Regions from separate parts of the Mus musculus genome. Here region 1 is linked to region 2. A link is a contact called in public HiChIP or PLAC-seq data. All regions are on one chromosome and are shown on one strand. The core of a region is the stretch at or near the end of the contact, and the rest is flanking DNA. Distances in the headings are between cores, read along the strand shown.

The links. HiChIP or PLAC-seq counts read pairs in DNA pulled down with a chosen protein or histone mark.
Region 1: an H3K4me3 HiChIP or PLAC-seq map of embryonic stem cells shows a contact between it and region 2, with 8 times the contacts expected there. The contact joins the promoter of Phf24 here to the promoter of Cntfr in region 2. A contact is called at or near these places in 1 of 39 promoter capture datasets (the HPC-7 cell line) and 2 of 115 datasets of contacts at active chromatin or transcription factors (embryonic stem cells and stem cell-derived neural progenitor cells).

The regions. Positions count from the first base shown.
Region 1 is chr4:42,915,569-42,921,732 of GRCm38.p6, forward strand. Phf24 (PHD finger protein 24) reads left to right here and starts at 1,675. Exons shown (of 9, transcript NM_001346526.1): 1 at 1,675-1,846.
Region 2 is chr4:41,691,091-41,696,973 of GRCm38.p6, forward strand. Cntfr (ciliary neurotrophic factor receptor) reads right to left here and starts at 4,363. Exons shown (of 10, transcript NM_001136056.3): 1 at 4,221-4,363.

The sequences.
Region 1 (6,164 bases), core at 425-2,924, 1.2 Mb after region 2:
GCAGGGATTATGGTTCTACTGGTTATTAGAGCGAGACCCTCGTGGTCCATGGTTATACTGGTTATTAGAGCGAGACCCTCGTGGTCCATGGCTCATAGTGCAGCTCCTTAACAGGACTCTGACCACCTTGGTTTTTGTTTGTTCAATGGATGGCTGACACACAACACATATTTTTGAATGAAAGAAGGAATTAGCCAACAAACACCTCTATAGGGGATATTATAGCCTTCTCTTCCATACAGGCCCATCAAATAGCCTAGAAATAGAACACTCAAGACGGTCTTTAGGTCCCTGTCTGAAATTGTTGGTCCATTATGATTCTAAAGGTAAGTACATCGGACTACATAGAAATCTCAGTCTGCTCTTCAATATTAGTCTCACAAGGGGGAAAATATGGTGGCTCTTGTTAACACAATTTTGTAGCGGCTTCTCAGTCTGCAGTGGCAGTTTGGGTTCTGATATCAGAGCACCTGGATTTCAATCTCATCTCCATGACATAGGAGCTTGCTACTTTAGGCAAGCTGTTTAACCTCTGTGCCTCAGTGTGACTCCTCCAAGACATAATGCCTTGACCCACTGTGGTAGCTCAGGCCTGGAATGCCAGCCCTCTGGGAGGCCAAGGCAGGAGGGCTGCCTGGAGTTGGAGGCCAACCTGAGCTCCCCAGTCAACTACTGACCAGCTGCAGCTGCACAGTGAGTGACATTTAAGGTCTTTAAAATAGTACCTTTACACTTGGCATTTTTAATATTAATTTGATGGTGATAATAATATATAGTTCCAAATTTATGTAAATTCTACTTAGAGGACAAATTATCTCCTATACCACCTGGAAAGGGGGGTAGGGTAGAGGGATACTAGATGCTCAAAAAATGATGTGACATGTGTTTGATAGACACAAAATAGATGTAATTTAGATAAGAGGGTTCTGGGCATGTGTACACATCGTCCATTACTTTCCTACAACTAGTTCTAGATATTTTATTACTTGGTCTTTTTCTTGCCCTCTTCAAAGCCTGGAGTTTGTTGCAATGCGCGTTATAGTTCTCAGAAACACTGGCCGCCTGACAAGCTGGCTGTTTGGCTAGTCCGAAGGCTGAGGCTGCTGCAGGAAAAGTGGGTTACATGACAGTACAGCTCTGCTGCTGCTGCTGGAGATGGAAGACCAATAGCCTCCGACAAAGCGCACAGGGCAGGATGGAGCAGCCAAGGTCTTTGTGAAGGTTCCTGGCCACTCCCGAGCTCAGTGGGAACCTGAAGAAGGTAAGTGCCCTCGGTGAGCCCTGAGACCTGGGTGGTGCGACAGAGTCGCCTGGCTGAGTTCTTCTCACCCCGGGCAGCTGCTGGTGGCAGCATCCACACAGACCCTACTCTGCTCTGGGTGTGTGCGAGTGGGAGAGTCCCCGCAGCCCCTGCAGCGCCGACCCGGGGCCAGCTCCCGGGGCGGGCTGACCTTGCCGCGGGCGGCCGGGCTGGCGCAGTCCCCGCGCCGCATTGCCGGCTGCTCGTGCGGGCGCCCCCTGGCACCCGGACCGCGCGCCCGCGCTCCCACCGCGCCCCACGCCCGCGGCCGAGCCGGCTGCGCGGACCGCGCCTGAGGCTCCGGAGGGTGGGGCGGCGCGCGCCCACGGGCCGGCCGAGGGCGCCTCGCGCGGGTGCACGCGCAGCGGGTGGGCGTGCTCAGGGCGCGCGCCACCGCTGCCGCCGCCTCAGCCTGTCGTGCCGCCCGCGCCGCCCGCTCCCGGTGCTCGGCCCAGCACGTCGGCTCTGGAGCGGCCGTGGGCAGCGCGGGCCCGCGGCGTAGAGTCCGCCGGCCTCGGACCCGCGTCCCGCACGCGGACTGTCCCGGTAAGCGAGGGCGGGGGCGGTGGGACCCCGCCGTCACCCCGAGGGGCGGGTCTGCGGTCCCGGACTCGGATCCTGGTGCGGGAGCCGCCCCCACGGGGCCCCTGTGCAAGTGGATGCACGCCAGTGACCGCCGCCTCTACCCCGAGAGCGTCCGTGGGACGGGCATGGAGGGAGACGCCCAGGGCGCTCTGCACTTTGTGCCTTGCACAGCCCCAGTGTGGAGGCACCCTCCCCAGGCCCCCAGGGGGGCCTTCTGTGTAAGTGGAGTGGCATCAGCGTAGTCTCTGGACTTGGCTCCGTGGGAGAACATCTGGGAACCTCAGGGACTTTCTCAGTGGTATTGGTGAACCTCAGGTGATCTCAGCCTGTGCCCCTAGAGATGCCAAGAAAGAACCTTTGGCTGGAGAAATGGGATCCATTTGTGGCATCATAGCTCCAAGGACTTTGGCACTGACCTCCTGAGGGACTCAGTGTGCCCTCATTTGTCCCCCTCAACATAGTGGAAAGGAGTGGGGACTCTATGGGGCTGTGGCCTTTGTTCATTCCATTTCTCACACTGCCCCAGTAGAGTGTCTCTTCTGAATGACAGCCCGGTTGGCTTCACGCTGGACTTTCAGGGAGACTGGAACTGCTTGTAAGAGCACAGGGCCCAAGGGGTACCAAGATCAGTGAGGCCTCCAAATCAAAGATAAGATATCTGAGCCTGTGAGCTTGACTATCCAGAAACACTAAGACCAAGTTTCTGGAGGAAGGACTAAGCGGGAGGGAAGCATTCTTGAGAACTAGTGTGCCAGGCACCGTGCTAGATCTGTTTAAACATCTTACATAATACTTAACAACAGCTTCATCAAATTGCCCCCATTTAAACATTAGGTATTTGTGACGCAGGCTTAGTACTTTGCCCGAGATCACAAATGACAAAGTCTGTTCTTCACATTTAACTCAGAGAAAAGTGTCAAGGAGGGACAGAAGAAAGAGAGGCTGTTTGTTACTAAGTTGTGCTGAAGGGTCAAGCGTGGAGCTTTGCCGTAGCATATGCTCCGCAGAGGTGATACTTGAAGGGAGGGGGGCAGCTTATCAGAGCATGCGGCCATTGGAGCAGTTATCCACTTAATCCCCTGATTTCAATGTATGGCTTCCTTTGTTGGTAGCACTACTGTAATGGTATGGTGGTCCTTGTCGGGAATTGCTTGGGAGGACTAGAGGGGCCACCTTCCCTGCTGCAGGACCTTGGGGGTGAAGAAGCAGAGACACTGTCACTTCTAGGAGTCACCCACACTTCCCTTGTGGCCCTGCATATGCACCAGTGGACAGTAATCCACAAATACCACCCAGGACACTGTTGATGAGTTCTGTGTGAGAAGCAGACGGGTGGAAAGGATGGGAGCCAAGAGAGGCTTGCTGGTCATCTGTCATCCGGGAGAGAACCAGATACAGCCATACCCCTGTCTCACCCCTCAACACTTCCATTTCAGCTGACTCCTAACGGTATAACTTTGGGCCCAAAGATAGATTCTTGCTTCTTATCCAAAATGGGAGTGTGAAAGGGCCAAGCCACGTAACTTACCACAGAGCTGTTCTGGAGTGTCCCTGTTCATCTTTGTCCTGTTCTACACAGCCTAACCTAGTATCCTTTCATAAAACTCTCCTCCTAGACCTGGGCCCCAATGAAAAAGGGCCGATCAGAGCATGGGTCCCTCACATATATACTCAGGCTTGGTCCTGGTTTCCTTTGAAAATATATATACCTACTTCAGAGACTGAGGCAGGGGGCTTGCCACAAGTTGAAGGCCAACCTGGGCTACTAGAGAGACTGTCTCAGAAAAACAAAACCAAGAAAACACTGTATTTCTGCACTGGCTATGGTAATCTGTGCCTGTTATCCTGGTACTTGGGAGGTAGAGGCAAGAGAATCTCAAGTCCAGCCTGGGCTGCATAGAAAGTTCTAGGCATTGTCTCCTAAAAAGAGAGAGAGAGAGAGAGAGAGAGAGAGAGAGAGAGAGAGAGAGAGAGAGAGAGAGAGAGAGAGAGAGAAATATTTCTTTGGGTGTCTGGGATTACATCTTGAGAAGAGGAAGCTACCAAGGAAAATGGATAACCTAACTGACCAATTGTCTTCCTTAAGTACTTGGCTCCTTAAGGATTGGATAGTTGTAGTACCTCATGCATAGCTCAACAAGCAAATCTGACAGAGGTTCATATTAGTTAGCATCTGACATAAAATTGTTTGTAATCCCCTTTCAGCTTAAATCCCCTCTCATTAGTTCAAATATATATAAATATATATATGTGTGTATATATATATATACATATATATGTGTATATATATAAAATACATATACCAGGATTGTCTCTGAGATATATGTATATTTCAGAGACAATCCTAGTAAACCCAAGTGCTGACCAGTGAGTGTGCTCTGGCCTTTCACAGCTCCCCAGCATGTGTGTGTGTGTGTGTGTGTGTGTGTGTGTGTGTGTGTGTGTGTGTGTGTTGTTTTAAGAGAAAACCAAGACCAAGCCTGCAAATATGGTGGCATTTGTTCTAATTCAGACACTTCTTTTTGTTTGTTTTATTTTGTTTTTTGTTTTTTCCAAGACAAGATTTCTCTGTGTAGCCCTGGCTGTCCTGGAACTTGCTCTGTAGACCAGGCTGGCCTCGAACTCAGAGATCTGCCAATCTCTGTCTCCTAGATGCTGGGCCAAAAGGCTCTCAGATATTTCTTGTTGGAGTATGAGGATGATGATGATGGTGGTGATGATGATGGTGATGATGATGGTGGTCTTTTCACTGAGGACTCTGAATATCACACTCCCTGGTAACTTGGGAAAATTACTTGATTGATCTAAGTGCTCCCCAAAACTTTGATCCTTGGTTCCATCTCCTAATGTCTAGTATTGAGTAAACATTAAATTTCAAAACTTGTCAGACTAGTGCCTGAGCATAGCCTTAATCTTCTCAAAAATAAAATGCTTCAATCCAAAGGGAAATAAGAGGAGAATGCCCCTCCCCCACTTGAGTATACACAAATGGGTATGGATTTTCAGCCTTGGATTTTCCATAGATTCTCTTGGCCACACTGTAGCCGTTTTCTTCTTCCCACACTACCCATGTATTTTTTAAGTGCTTCCTTTTCATGGATAATAAGAGCTCTCCAGGCCCATTTTCCACGGCTTCTCGTTTCTCCCAGCACACCTGTTCCTAAGTGGATCATCGTCTCCCATCTCTTCAGCTACAGTATCTGTTGTCTTTGGGTGCCACATGCCTGTCTAGCGATGCTTCCTCGTTCCCCAGAGTCACCTCACCTATCCATAGCTGACGGGAACATCATTATCTAGTCCCTTCCTTCAGTCTTAATGACTATGTTCTGATTGGAACTGTTCTACCAGCTTTGGGCTGAGAAGCATGGGCTGTCAGTGTCCAGCTGGACAGGCAACTCTTGGTTCCATTATAGCATCTCTCCATGCTCCACCCACCTGCCGGCAATCCTCTCAGAGGTCCGCACACACCCTAAGTGCTGCTGACCTGCCAGCACTGTGCTGTATAAACAGGAGACTTCCTGCCCTCGAGGAGTTTGCATAGAGTCAGTCTGCATTTCATCACTCGATTGCTATTAATACAAAGTGCAGGAAAAGTACCAGGGGAAATATGGCTTTGGAGGCTCCCCACGGTGGTCCGTGTGAGTGTACCGTCTCCCAGGTATCACCCACCGACAACTAACTGCTAAGATGAGCTTCTTCTTCATCTTCCAACCCCTGCCCAAGTTACTCTTACCCATACATATTGAGCAAACTGGCCACACGCACGCTTGCCTCCCTGTGCAAGTCATCTATGTGGATAGCACATTATGAGTTAGAGAACCCTTTACATGTTATGATCTCTGTTTGATGGAGATTGTTTCCTGTTGCTATGGTCTCTCTGAAACACTCAGTGATTTGGCTCCATTGCTCTCTTTTTCTTGTTTGTATTTGTCCTTTAAGCTTCAGTCTCCTTAAACAAAGGCCAGTGGTTACTACAGCCCCTCCCTGCCAGGCCTTAGGTTGTGGGAGAGTTCCATGCTGGAGAGCTATGAAAGGCCAGAACACACTCAGTGGTCAGCCCTGGGGTTTACCGGGATTGTCTCTGATCATCCTGGCCAAACTCCCTTCCCTGCCCCCCACTTCCCTGAATTCAAATGAATATTCTCTTTTAAACAAATATTTTAGGCATACTACATCAAACCAGTCCTTTGAGCTGATGCTAATTCATATGTGAGTACAGATTCCCTTGCCTATTTCTATCCAGCACCAGGGCCGGCTTCACAGCTCTAAGTCATGGTGG
Region 2 (5,883 bases), core at 3,113-5,612:
GGCAGGGTACAGCGGTGACCGTGGCAGACCCAGAACCCACACAGGCAGCACTAGCACCTTGCTGTACAATGCAAGGAAAGAACACATAAGGGTATGGCTGGACCCTGCCTGGAATCAGCAGGAATCTGTCCCCAAGTCCAGGGACTCTCCAGCACATTCCCAAGACACAGATAGGCCCTGCTGCTTAAAAGTCACCACCACTGCCTGACTTCAGTTCCTTCTGATGTAGTCGTAACCTCAACTTCTGGGCACTGGGTCCCTACAGCTGTGGGGTCGAACATCTGCTCCAGTTCCTCCTTTTGCCTTTGGGCAGCTTTTGCTTTTGGCTCTGATGACACCCCCTCCCCAAACCCAGCAAGGCTTTAGGGGCTCCCTTTGCCTGCTGCAAAAATAAAGGGGGACAATGACCCCTTGCTCTCTACCCACAGTTCCTCCCCACAGGAAGCCAGAGCCAATGTGGGTGTGGTCACCCAGGGCCACAGGAGTTCACTGTCCCTCCCTCCCCCCACCCCTGACCCCACAGTGGGCTCTGGAGGAGGGGGGTCAGTCCACTTCAATCTTCTTGCTTTCTGGACCCCCTCCCCAAACCACGCACACATGGTCCCCCCCCCAACCAATCTGCATTTCAAAGAAAATTCACTCCATATGTTTCCGATTCATTTACACTTCAACTCGCTATGGGGGGGCAGAATGCAGAACGCCTTGCCTCCAAGCCCCCCCCCCCACTGCCCCCATAGGGAGGCTGGAGTGCATGTGTCCAAAGGGACACATCTTTCAAGGCTATGGAGCAGTTAAAGCCGGACCACTTCAGCCTGATGTGCCCCCTCCATGATCCAAGTCCCTACTGTGTAAGCATCTATGGGGCTGGGGTGGGGGTAGTATGCCTCAGGTGGTCCCACCACTGGTCCCCACCATGGGCTGGTGAAGTCCAAGACCATTTCTCTAAGGCAGGTAAAGTCCTGGGAAGGGCTGCAGCCTGGACTCCCTAGGGCTAGTGTTCTTTTAGGGAGCAGGGAGGGGGATGTTGTGTATTCCTGGGTAAACACTGGAGCCATGAGACATAACATGGCCCCTACCCTTCTCCAGCCGGAGCAGAGGAGAGTAGAGAGGGTGCAATTAGAGACAGCCTCTTCTCTCCCAGAATCACTAATGCACCTGGGAACATTCCTGAAGTCCCAGCCCCAGCCTGGAAGATGAGTGGGTTGAGGGGAGAAGCTGTCTAAGGACTTGAGTCTCTCACCCCCACCTCCCCGCCGCCCTGATCCTTTCCACCACAGAAAAGGTGCCCACAACTATTTAAGGAATATTTCATGGCACATGGAGGAATCTGACAGTTCATTGACCCCTGTACCATCAAACCACTCAGACATTCTGCCAAGAGCCTAGTTGGCTGGTAGAAAGGCTTGACTTGCACAGTGTCTCCCACCATCTTGTTCATCAGATAGATCACAGCCCGTGTAAAAGACCAGAAATAAACAGAACCAAGCGGACGCCCCGTCTTCACCCCGGACATGTCTCTGTTCCTCACCTTGATTCCCCTGATGCAGCACCACAACCCAAAGAACATGCCTGGGAACACATGACAAAGTCTCAACTCCCCTGGCACTGTGTGGGTCTGCATGTGAGCCACAGGATGGAAGTGGGAGTTTCGTGCGAGCGTCAGGATCTAATGTCAGTCTGAGCATGAACTCTAAGATCAAAGTGTGGGGTTGTATGGTTCTCTGGCAGTGTTGGAGGGAGAGCCAAGAAAGATGGGTGCATGAACCAAGGTCCTGAGGTGTGTCCCTGACTGTGGGTCGGAGAGGGTCAGAAAGTAGGCTCAGAGACCGGCTGAGCCCCAAGTGTGAATTCTTGGCCTTCGGGGCTTTCTGGGTGTGAGTCCGGGTTTCCCTTTTAAGTATGAATGTCAAGCCCTCAGTGCCTCTAAAAACCCAAGTGTTTCAAAATCCAAGCAAGATAATCTACTTGATTACAGGAAGAAGTGAGAATCCACAGTGTGGCCACTACAGTTCTAATACGCGTCTAAGCAGGAACACCCAGATCCTCCTGTGAATCTGAGTGAGTGACCCAGATCCTGGTATGAGTTCAAGGTTAGCCCCTTGAGTCTAACCCTTCAATTCCCCAGGTGAATCTAAGTGTGAACCAAAGGTCCTCACATGACTCCACGTGAGCGCTGTTGAACTTGAACTCGAGCCCCATTTGTAGAGTTGGGAGTCAGAGTGGGACTGGCTGGCACAGAGGGCATGGCAGCCTGACAGGAACTGCAGTGTCCTGAGAGAGCCCTTGCATTCACACGGGAGTTCAGCATTCTTCCTGCTGAGTCTGAGTTTGAATATGGGCCTCTAATCTCAGTGTGGCAGGGCCCCTGAATGAATGAGTCAACCTGAGGTCTCCGGGGTCTTACAGAGTCAAGAACTGGGGTACCAGTTCATGAACCTCATGGAGCTTCTGTGGGCCAGTTCTAAGTCTGGGATGTGAACCCGTGAGTGAAAGGATACAGATATGCAAGTGTGAGCCCCCGAAGAGAGCAGAGCTGATATTCAAGCACCCCCCCCCAGAAGGGAAGTGTAAATCTACATGTGAATCCCACTCCCCTGGTGTGACTCTGAATGCAAGCCCTCTGAGTGTAACCCCCCACCCCCACCCCCAGTCTCTGGAAGGAGCTTAAGTGTTCCAGTGTGAATCTGAATGTGAATTCTAGAGCCCCAGGAAGTCTTGAGTGTGAACTTTAAACTCTTAGTCTTTGGGTAGAGTCAGCGTCCCGACTGGAGTATCAGTTCTGACAGAGTCTGAACCTTTAGCTCCATCTTAATCCTAGAGCCTCAGAAACCGAGAGAAAGGATTTGTGTGGGCTGTCAGAGTGAAGACAGGGACAAAATATGAGACTCACTGTTCTCCTCACCTCCCAGATCCAAGCTAGCTCTGCATCTCCACGAAGAGCCAATTGGGCAAGCCCCCAGGGTCAGACACACAAAAATACACCCTATGTTTCAGACCGCAGGACACACAACAGTTGACTAACGCACAAACACTCTGTATTCTCAACTCTTACCACCTCAGAGGATAGGGTACACAAATACATCCTGTGACACAGACAAATATATCACAGGCAGAACAAGTTGTGTTAAAGACACACAGCATACAGACACACGCCCAGTGTTGCCGGCAAGATGCTAGACTTGCGTGCACAAACACATACATACATAAATGCGGGGGTGAGGGGGATGAATTCTCAAACAGAGAGACTAGACAGAAAGAAAGAAAATCCTGAATTTTCAACAAGGCGTGAAATAGTCCTGCCCGCCTGAAGCTACTGGAGGGGGGAGGGGGGCCAGGGAGCCAGAAAGCTAGACGCTGGAGAAGCTCGCAGAGGAGAGGAGTCGTGGAGAGCTGTCCGTCTGGTGACCTCCTCGCGGCCCAGCCCCCCACGCACCGGGAGATACACTACTCTATACAGCCTGGGGACACCCAGAAACACCGGAGAAGGCACACATGGGCAGACTCACAAAAGAGACACTTGGGGATATGCCACGGGCTTGGAATCACACACACCAGAGGACTTACAAAGAGACACACTGAAAGGGACTCACTGCGTGCAGATACATCCAGGCGGACTCATGAGAAAACCATAGGCAGGATCACACCGAGACACACACACACACACACACACACACACACACACGCCCCACAAGCGGATTCATACGGATACCCAAGGCACTGGCAGAAGCGCAGCCATCCCTTTACACTCCCGGGCACTTTGAAGTCCAGATATTTCCCCCTCGAGAAAGAAGCAAGCTTTGGGTGCGTGGGGGGTCACTGCGAACCCCCTAGCTCTGGAATTTTCCCAGACCCCGCGCATGCTGCTCAAGGGTGGGAAGAACAGGGACACTAGGACTAACCGCCCTGGCCACCTCCCTCCAGCCCTGATCGCCCAGCTTCACCACCACCACCACCACCACCACCACCACCACCACCACCACCACCACCACCACCACCACCACGCCCAACCCCTGGCGCGTCCGGACGTAGGGGGCTGCTGCTCGTGCGCCCCCGCCCCCGAGTTTGCGGGCAAAGTTTCTCGTGAACTTTCCTACCTCCCCCGACCGCGGGGCCCACGCGTGTCCCCTCACTCACTCTACCCGCACGCACGAGGGCCGCCGGTCTGTCCGCCTTGAGCGTTCGAGGGTCAAGCCTCGCGCAGACCGCCGCGGAACACTCACCGCGCCCTCGGGCCACCCGGGCTCCGCGCCGCGCCCTTCGGCCGCTGCAGGCGGGGAGCGAGGCAGGAGCGCGGAGCGAGCACTGCGGCCGGATCCCACTGCCGAACCCCGCGCCGCGCCGGCTGGAGCCGCCGCCTCCACTGCCGCCGCCGCCGCCCGCTCTGCACCGGCTCCTCTGCTCTCCGCGGCTTTAACCCCCCCATCCTCCTCCCTCCCTCGCGCGCTCCCTCCCTCCTTCCCTCGCCCATGTGACCGCGGGCGCCCGCTCGGCCGCGCGCGCCCTTGCTCCCCTCCCCCTCTCGCCTTGTCTCCCCGCGCCTCCGCTGCCGCGCACCACGACCCCCCCTCCCCGCCACGGCCCCCGCGCGCCTCCGCTTTGGCACGTTCCCGCGCCTGGCACGCGCGGCACGCTCTCGGGGGCACGCTCGCCCGCGCCGGCCTGTGAGCCCCCACTCCCACTCGCCCCGCGCAGGCAGGAGCCCTACCCCCCGCTGGCACGCTCGCCCGCACTGGCACGCGTGGCCCCCTCGCATTCGCCCTTTCTCCGGCGCGCCCTCTGGACGGCTATGGACCCCGTGCTTCACGCGCGCTCGGGCCGCGGGTCTTGCAAACGCGCGCGCACACCCACACCCACTCCGCCCGCTCTCCTAGGGCGGCCGGGAGCGCACCCACCCGCGAGTGATCGCTCATCACACTCTCAGCTTTGGCCAGGTCTCTCCTGCACACACGGTCGTCCGTTCTGTCCCTCAGTGTCTCACACGGACACTCTGGCACACCCGGGACCAACTCTGGGGTCCTTCTAGCATCCTCGAGAGGAGTACCAGACAGAGCCCCCAGTTCCCATAAATCAGCCCGCTCACTCCTCCCCTGTTTCTACCACCCCCATCAACAAGCCCCTCTTGGTCCCTTGTCCGGAGTTAACGGGTTTTATGCTTCCATGACTCCAGCGGACCAGGATGGATACCCAGGCCCTTGCCATTACTACTCATTCCCTAGGCCACCGGGCCTGGAAAGCGGAAAGCGGCCTCCAGGAGAGAGCTAGGGAAGCTGTGACTTAACTGCCTGGTAGGACGGTTTTAGGGCAGGGCATAACACTCTGTGAGCTGAGCTTGGCTCTGGCACACACACACACACACACACACACACCCCGCAGCCTGGGCCTTGGAGGGCGGGGGCAGGGTGTTCACTTCACTGGACCTAGGTAGGCCCCTGTTCTGTCTGCAATATGGGAGATTAAGGTTAGACAACCTGATCAACTTCTGAGGCCACACGAACGCGCATTAGCAAAGGGGATGGCAGAGGCAGAGAACCGGAGGTCCACCCCCTTGGATTTTTCGACTGGCCTTTGACCCATAATCCCTGGGCCTTACCCCTCCAAGGAACTGTTCCCCGGCTGAGGGCTAGGGGAGGGAAATATCGTTTCTTCACACGTTCCCCAGCAGGCTGCCTACAGCGCCCGGGCCCTTTCCCAACCAATGCCTCAGAGACTCTGCTGCAGAGGAAAAACCGTTCCCGCCACTGCTGGGGCTTTCCGCTTTCACTTCCATGGCTCCACCGTCCAACGGTCTGGAGTCAGGCTGGACTGGAGCTCAGAGGAGGTGGGCCAGGGCTTAAGGACACACAGCGAAGCTCAGGTCAGAGCACACAACCAGCTTCTCTGCAC